Linked DNA regions of Mus musculus: all the other regions are linked to region 2. Evidence: chromatin contacts called from public ChIA-PET and HiChIP or PLAC-seq data. All regions are on one chromosome and are shown on one strand. Each heading gives the region's core, a stretch centred on a gene start, on an enhancer-like site or on the middle of the called end of the contact. The rest is flanking DNA. Distances are from core to core; before and after follow the strand shown. Region 1 overlaps St8sia6 (ST8 alpha-N-acetyl-neuraminide alpha-2,8-sialyltransferase 6). Region 2 overlaps Cubn (cubilin (intrinsic factor-cobalamin receptor)). Region 3 overlaps St8sia6 (ST8 alpha-N-acetyl-neuraminide alpha-2,8-sialyltransferase 6).

Region 1 (2,752 bases), core at 215-2,714, 340 kb after region 2:
AAATTTCATGGGAGACCAGTTGCTCAAAAAGAGTAACTGAGTAGTGCTCTGTCTCTTTGCTTCTGAGTTCAAATTAAAAAGGGCATGCAAGAGCCCTCTCACTTGTGTGGAAAAAATGGAGCGAGATTATTTTGCTGATCGTCAGTGTTTCAAAACAATGTTTTGGCTTCATTTGAAGCCCTATTAACTTTTAGTATTATCTCTATTAGCACATCTCACTTACTAGCTGAGTGGCTAAATTTCTTTCCATGTCCATTTCTTTTAATATCATGACATCAATACTATAGCATGTATCTTATGAGCTGCTGGGATAATGAAATTATATGTAATAAATGTCTATCTGAGTTTGTCTCACTGCAGCCTTCTTGGTCCTGCCCACCCTGGACCCTGTCCTCTTCCTTAGTCCTGTGTTGGTTGTATCTCCTATAGAATTACATGCATTATAAATCCTAACACCTCCATCCATGCACTGATTTCACAAACATTGACTTTTATTCATTAGATGACACTCAGTAAATGCTGGAGCCATAAAACTGGTACGCAGCCCCTGCTGATGCCTAACACTCAGGATGCTCAAGGGTAGGGAAATGAAGATTCTGTTTCTTTTATTGTGATGTATTCCTTACATTTCTCAACACTGCTACAAAATACCTGAAAGCAACAACTGAAAGGAGAAGGGATTATTTTAGCTCGTGTTTTCAGAGGGATTTCAAGTTATCATGGTGGGGGAAGTCATGGTAGAACTCATGGGGGCCATGAGCAGCATCCATACACCTTGATGGAGCAGGAAGCAGAGGCTACAGCCAGAATCACAAGTAATATTATCCTCAAAGCTCTGTCCCTAGTTGCTGTCTTACATCAATCAGACTCTACCTCTTAAAGGTGCCAAGTGTGCAAAATAAGGCCACATGCTGGAGACAAAGAATTCAAGGCATAAGTCTGTGGGGAACACATTAGATTCTAGTTATAGCATGTGGTAATGAGCTCTACAGAGAAACATAAAGGGACAGAGTTAGAAGTAAGAAAACTAAGCTAGAGCTACAGAATCACTGGGACAGAGGAGAATGTGGCCATGCAAAATGAACAAGAAACACAGAGAAAAGGTCCAGAGGCCAAGAGAAGACTCTGTCCACATCAGTAGAGAGGAAGTCAGAACGATACCAATAAAAGACAGGCCAAATAAGAGGCTGCCCAACCTGGCGTAGTGGGAACCCGAGGAAGCAACTAGTTCTGGAAGAAAGGATGCTAAATTCAAGGAAGCAAGTGATACAGGAGTTAACAAGCATCGATTGACTGTGTTGCTAAAACCTCTGCAAAGATGGGCCAGGCCGTGGTTGAGAACGGAAGTCAGCTTGTGATAACTTGAGGCATGAAATTCGGTTGAACATAAACAGACTCTGTGGTTGTTGTGGCCTAGACTGCACCACCATCCCATTTCCTGTTGAGATGGTATATTTATGTTGTGAACAGAGGAGTGACTAGAGATCACACAGGCTCACGTCTTTTGCCTTAGATCTAGCATGTGCCACTCAGCTCTGCTTGCCCATAGCCCATAGCTTAGAGTCCATCTATTGTCCTTAAACTGACCCCGCCAGTTTTTCATTTTAAGAACACAACGCACTGCCCACCACACCAATAGTTTACCTATGTCCATCCCTGTGCTTTTAACATTCTATCTCATCCTCACATTTTAGGGATTAGGGATTTATTTAGCATCGTGTACATGGTGCTGTAGTTACTCCCCCACTTTCATGTATCTCTATTATTTAAGTGGAGTTGGACTATTAGGTGACCCTATATTAGGTAACCCTAAGGATATACTAACTCGGTGTGAGCAGGGATCTAGAACTCAGAATTCATCCATGCCCCCAACTTTCCTTTGTCCTCCTCTAGAATTCAAGTTCCAAAAGCTAGATCATTTCTCTGTCTAGGCTGTTCTGCAACGAGATTGGATAGAGGACAAATAAATTTAGGCAGAAATCTGGGGGTTAGAATTTCTTTGCAGATATAAAGCAAATCCTCATTATTAGTTACTTTTCTTTTTGCAGTAGGAACATCCCTGGGTCTCAGTGGTGGCTTCATGGAAATCTGCTTGCTCATGAATAGAGGGACAGCCTAAATTAGTGCTTTATCTTTGGATTCCTGAAGGCTTTGTTCGGCTAGTGGTTTGAAGGTATGGTTCATCACGGTAGATGGTAAGGTAGCAAGAAGGACCAAGGCAGCTGATACCATGTCAGGAAGCAGAGAGGTGAATGCTCAGCTCACATTCTCATATTCAACCAGTCCAGGGTCTCAACCAGTCATGGCATAGTGCAGTCCACATTCAAAGTGGGGTTTCTCACCTCAATTCAACCTCTCTTGAAATGTTCTCATATACATGCCTGGAGGTGTATTCTGGGTGACTCTAAGTCCCTCATCAACAGACTGATGACCAAGGTTAACTATCACAGGCTTATTAGGAAAATGCCCTCCCCCACCTCTCCCTTTTCTTCCATGCTGTAATATAGACTATACAGATGGCAGACACACCTGGCTGGTGGAAAGATGAGAAGCTCTACTGAGCACAGTACAGTGGAGACCAAGGAACACGGGATACTAACACTGCAGCTGCTAGGCTAGCCTAGGCTAGCTCAGAACTACTTGCTGAAAGAGATCCATTAAATATCATCTGTTATGTCTTCTGCCACCCATTGTTAAAACGGAAAAAGAAATCATGGATTACATTGCTCTTGAGAGTATCACAAGAAGAAGA
Region 2 (2,700 bases), core at 106-2,605:
TAATGTCTCTAATGCTGCAATTGGAAATCTTCCCCATTTAAAAAGTTAAACCAGAATTCCTAACTAAGATTTATGATATTTAAAACTTAACCTTGTGACCAGCATTTCCTACCAGTGCAGTGTGCCTGTATGCATGATCCTCCCTGTGCAGTCTGCATGCACCCATGGTCCTCCCTTTGCAGTGTGCCTGTACCCATGGTCCTCCCTGTGCAGTGTGCCTGTACCCATGGTCCTCTCTTTGCAGTGTGCCTGCACCCATGGTCCTCCCTGTGCAGTGTACTCACAAGCATTGATAGTAGATGCCTCTGGACTTTTCTGCTTTGGGCTTAAGTATGGGAGGAAGAGAGGTGGAAAGTTGTGGGAAATAATGTCAAACTTTGTGCATGTAAAGGGATTTTTAAGTGGCTTAACGGTAGTTTGGGAAATTGTGGTAGGTTTTGTTCTTATTCATCTGAATCCTATGCTTCAAGTTCGAGAGGCTATGAGGAGCAGAGACCAGAGCTCTTTTGAACCAAAGGCTGGTTGTTTGAAGGCTGCAGCTCTGCATCATTTTATATAGCAAACTAGTCAGTTGAAAATTCTTCATCGTGAGGATGGTCAGAAAAGGGCAACGATTTTCTTTTCTTCTCCCAAAGACAGGGGTCTTAGGTAGCCAGTCTGATTGTAAATGGATCCTCCTGCCTCAACCTCTAAAGTGCTGTGATGTGTGTGTGTGTGTGTGTGTGTGTGTGTGTGTGTGTGTACCACCACTCTCTGTCTGAAAAGAATTTTGATCGCCTAAAAAATAAAGAATTCATATATTTTTATAATTTAAAAAAAATCGCCGGGAAGTGGTGGCACACACCTTTAATCCCAGCACTTAGGAGGCAGAGACAGGAGGATTTCTGAGTTCAAGGCCAGCATGGTCTACAGAGTGAGTTCCAGAACACAGCCAGGGCTACACAGAGAAACCCTGTCTGGAAAAACAAAACAAAACAAAAAAATCACATTTTACCCAGACAATTTTGGAGTCAACATCTTGTCTAAGATGCATCTTGGACTGCTTAATGACGTAAGAGAGATCAGCTTCATTGCTATACTTTTCAAAATTCTGAATGTGGATTATCCTAGTAGAAAGCTATATTCTCCCAGCTGGTATGGAGACAAAACTAAATGTCTGGCCTATAGAATGCACTTAAACTCACTTGTGAGTGGCAGGTGCTCTACTGTAAGCAGGGCTATTAGCAGACAGCTAACGTTGTGGAAGCCCACTTCCTCTAAAGGACTGTTCCAGGAAACATGACTCATCTGCTCAGGAAATGAGCAAGGAGGCGCGCCCTGATCAAAGAGTCAAACCCACTGTGGCTCACACACACAAAACCTCTTCTGCTTCTCTGCTTTGTTCTAACCAGGAAGGGAGCTTTTAATTACCAGGCTTCAGACAGAGAAGCTCTGTGGCTTTTGGAAGAAGGCTGAGAGGCAGAAGGAAGGAGCTGTGCTGTTCACACATGGGGACACTCTGTGTACAACTCTGTTATCATAAAGGGGAAAATGTTTGTAGACTATGGCTTTTGGGGTGGACACATAAGTATTTATGTGTGAAGGGTGTATTTTTGAGCACGTGGGTCTAAGCACATGTGAATGCTGCTGTGTGCAGGCCAAAGATCAACACTGGATGTCTTCAATTGCTCTCTACTCTGTTTAAGACAAAGTTTCTTCCCAATTTGACTAAGTTGGCTGGCCAGATCCAGGGATCCTCCTGTTTCCACATGCCTATCCCAGTGCTGGGGTTACAGAGATGTGAGGTGTACTATCACACCCAGCTTTTTACACAGGAGTCTGAACGCAGGTGCTCTTGCTTGTGTGACAAATACTTAGTAACTGAAACAACTCCCCAGGTCCCAAATACAGCTTTTGACAGTGCAAAAGGCTAGGGGCTGAACCATAGTCTGGGAGATTCTTTTTTTTTTAATATTTTTTATTACATATTTTCCTCAATTACATTTCCAATGCTATCCCAAAAGTCCCCCATACCCTCCCCCCCCCCACTTCCCTACCCACCCATTCCCATATTTTTGGCCCTGGCGTTCCCCTGTACTGGAGCATATACAGTTTGCGTGTCCAATGGGCCTCTCTTTAGTCTGGGAGATTCTATTCATGCTAGAATAATAATGCACTGTTTATGGGCATGTGTCCTATGCTGGGCATTACTGGGGGTTAAAATGCCTAGCAACTCTGCAATGAAGTCTCTACAAACTGAGGTGAGTGCAAGTGTAGTTAATGCAGAATTGTGAAATGCATCAATGATGCAAAGAAAACTGATTGTTTTCTTCACCCCAATTTTCTTTCTAAAAGCCAAAAAATGTTAAATTGTAGCAAATATACTCATTCTTTGTTAAAGGATTATAGAGAAGCACGGAGCAGTTTTTAAGGCCGTTACTAACAGTTTCCAAACCTTCAATGTGTCAATGGAACCTCTCCATTCTGTTTCCTCAAAGAGCTTCAGTTAAATCAGTAGACTAGAATATGGGTGTTGTCATTTCTCATTTATACTTTGTGCAAGGTGCCAAGATGCATCGAGGAAGCTGGCTGCAGTCATCAGCAAAAAGAAAAGGAAGAATTCTAAACGAGGGGCCACTAATTCCCTCCGCCTGCAGGATGGATGCACTATGAATCCCTATGGCTGGCTCAGGAGCTCTGCTTCGATTAGTACCGCGAACA
Region 3 (2,700 bases), core at 166-2,665, 310 kb after region 2:
TTTCATTTACATTTCCAATGCTATCCCAAAAGTCCCCCACACGCTCCCCCACCCACTCCCCCATCCTCCCACTCCCACTTCTTGGCCCTGGCGTTCCCCTGTACTGAGGCATATAAAGTTTGCACAACCAATGGGCCCCTCTTTCCACTGATGGCCAACTAGATTCATACGCAGCTAGAGACACAAGCTCCAGAGGCAAGCATTTTCTTAGCTAGTGATTGAAAAGAGAGGGTCCAGCTCATTGTAGATGGTGCCATCTCTCAATTTGTCATCCTGGGTTCTATAAGAAAGCAGACTGAGCAAGCCATGGAGAGCAAGTCAGTAAGAAGCACCCTTCCATGGCTTCTGCATCAGCTTCTGCCTCCAGGTTCCTTTCCTATTTGAGTTTCTGTCCTGACTTCCTTCAAAAAATGAACAGTGACTTGGAAGTATAAACCAAATAAACTCTTTTGTCCCCAACTTGTTTGTGGTCATGGTGTGTCATTGCAGCAATAGAAACCTAACTAAGACAAGGCCTATAATTAATAGGATGATCAAAATGGTAAAGTTATTAAATATATATGGAGTAAAGATGCTTAGCTGACCTCAACTGACAGTATTCTCTTTCCATAGCCTCAAGTTTTGACTGAAAACAGCTGCCCATACAGACACCATATCCCAAACACTGAGGCCACAGCAGCAGCAGTCACAGTCTACTGCCTCAAAGTAGTCAGCAGAGTATGAGTATGGCTGAAGTCTCTGTATAGTGTGTAAAATACAGGCTTTCACTTTGTCTTTCCAGGGCATTAACTGTTAGAGATGACTCTCAGAACCACTGAGTCAATACTCAGAATGGAATATGCCTGAGGGAATTATCCCATGAGGAAGGAGGATGTATGCAGGACAAGTCTTGATTCAAGGCCTTGAGTTCTAAGAGATTTCACTAGGGCAGTTCATCATCCTGACTGAACAGTGGAGACTAAATATCACAACTCTAATTTGGGAATGAAGTCCTGAAGCCAAAAAGAGGAGATTGTTCAAAAATTGCTAGCATTTGGGTGTTAAAAATGTCCCTCAGAAGTCATATGTAAAGGGCTTGCTCCCATTTGCCCCGTTGAGAGATGGTGGAAACTCTGAGGTAAGGCCTGGCAAGAAGGTTTCAGTTGCTGGAGGTGAACCTTTGAAGAGGATTGTGGGATTATCTTGGGTTTGCATTCTAGCCATGTGGGTGCTGCCTTCCCACCAGAGACCTAAGAGCTTCCTATCTGTCTGATCATATACAAAAGCATCTAAGATTCTAGCCCCAGAAAGTACCTTTTTCTTCATAAGCTGATTCGTCTTTGGTATTGGTTTTAGCAAATAAAACCTGACTAACCACAAGAGGCAGAGAAACGAAAGGAAGGGACAAGTAAGACTCCGCCCCACCAGCGCCTTTGAAGCAGCTGCTCTGAGGTAAGTGACATCATTTGTCTGAAGCAGTGAAGATCACACCAGACAACTCGGATACCCATACAACTATTTTTCTAAACATACAAGCAAAAACTGTAAATAGTAAGTGTGCCATAATGAGAAATGTGCAGACTAACAATGATAAGCTTGTATTTTTAATACAGTTTAATATTGCTGTTGAGTAGGGAGGGAAATCCTAGTGAAAAGGATTATAGTGAAGACACCTGGGAAGGCAGTCAGGGACAAAAAATCAGTTAGAAAATCTACCCCAGAGAAAGCATAAGCCCAAAACAACAGAAGGAGTCACATAAAGAAATACTGGCATCAAAAGAGTTAAAACTTAGGGACTGACTGATGACGATTTTTAATACTTATAGATTTTATGGAATAGAAAGCATTTTACAAACTTAAGAAATAAATGACTTCACTTTCTCATTCCATAAATATTTATGGAATTAAGAGGGTCTAATTCATGTACAGACACCAGAAACAGAACTAAAAATAAGACACTTCTCACCTTGGAGATCAAGGTTTTAAACTGAGAATAAAGAATCTTGGAGTTGGGGGATGAAGGTAAAGTGTCCATTGTATAAGCATGAAGACCACAATGTGGTTGGTCCCCAGAATCCCCTAAAAGGCAAGAGGGGTGTTGGATATTTGGACCCAGTTGCAAGGAGAGGAGGAAACAGACATCCTTGAAGCACGGTGACCAAATTGGCTAGCAACTTTGATGAGCTTCAGGCTCAGTGAAAGACTTTGTCTAGGACTGAAAATGGAAAGGGATTTACAGACATTCAACATGAACCTCTGGTCTTCGTGGACAAGCACCTGCATGTACACATATGTCCACCCAACATCATTAATAAGCATATACAACATACATGCACACACACACAGACATATATAAATATACATACAGAGAGAAAGACACTGACAGACAGACAGGCAGACACACAGAGATAGACACACAGAGAGATAAATAGACAGACACACAGACAGAGACACATAGAGAGACAGACACACACACAGACAGAGAGACAGACAGACACATAGAGAGAGACAGAGACACAGACAGACAGAAATGGAGAGAAACACATAGACATACACACAGAGACAGAGACATGTCATCAAGATATAGAGAGGCAGATAGACACACACAGAGAGAGATACAGACAGACAGACAGATACACACACACACACACACATACACACAAGAGAGAGAGACAGAGACAGAGAAAGAAAATTGCCACACATAAGACTCATTCTACTGAT

What was found. ChIA-PET counts read pairs in DNA pulled down with a chosen protein or histone mark. HiChIP or PLAC-seq counts read pairs in DNA pulled down with a chosen protein or histone mark.
Region 1: a contact with region 2 is called in an H3K27ac HiChIP or PLAC-seq map of thymic regulatory T cells, with 2.5 times the contacts expected there. The contact joins two enhancer-like sites. A contact is called at or near these places in 1 of 484 Hi-C or Micro-C datasets (natural killer cells) and 1 of 115 datasets of contacts at active chromatin or transcription factors (thymic regulatory T cells).
Region 3: a contact with region 2 is called in an RNA polymerase II ChIA-PET map of memory CD8 T cells, with 25 read pairs. The contact joins two enhancer-like sites. A contact is called at or near these places in 1 of 484 Hi-C or Micro-C datasets (CD4 T cells) and 2 of 115 datasets of contacts at active chromatin or transcription factors (memory CD8 T cells and pancreatic cancer cells).

The regions. Positions count from the first base shown.
Region 1 is chr2:13,756,222-13,758,973 of GRCm38.p6, forward strand. All of the region lies in intron 2 of St8sia6 (ST8 alpha-N-acetyl-neuraminide alpha-2,8-sialyltransferase 6), which reads right to left. Among named protein-coding and RNA genes, the nearest start is that of St8sia6, 36 kb to the right of the region's middle. Within about 2 kb of position 1,465, at least 38 of the 459 cell types and tissues checked have an H3K27ac peak or open chromatin away from gene starts, as enhancers often do. A contact at or near this core is called in thymic regulatory T cells, where this site is marked.
Region 2 is chr2:13,412,401-13,415,100 of GRCm38.p6, forward strand. All of the region lies in intron 27 of Cubn (cubilin (intrinsic factor-cobalamin receptor)), which reads right to left. Among named protein-coding and RNA genes, the nearest start is that of Cubn, 78 kb to the right of the region's middle. Within about 2 kb of position 1,356, at least 226 of the 459 cell types and tissues checked have an H3K27ac peak or open chromatin away from gene starts, as enhancers often do. A contact at or near this core is called in memory CD8 T cells and thymic regulatory T cells, where this site is marked.
Region 3 is chr2:13,717,621-13,720,320 of GRCm38.p6, forward strand. The region is part of intron 3 of St8sia6 (ST8 alpha-N-acetyl-neuraminide alpha-2,8-sialyltransferase 6); the gene reads right to left. Among named protein-coding and RNA genes, the nearest start is that of St8sia6, 75 kb to the right of the region's middle. Within about 2 kb of position 1,416, at least 32 of the 459 cell types and tissues checked have an H3K27ac peak or open chromatin away from gene starts, as enhancers often do. A contact at or near this core is called in memory CD8 T cells, where this site is marked.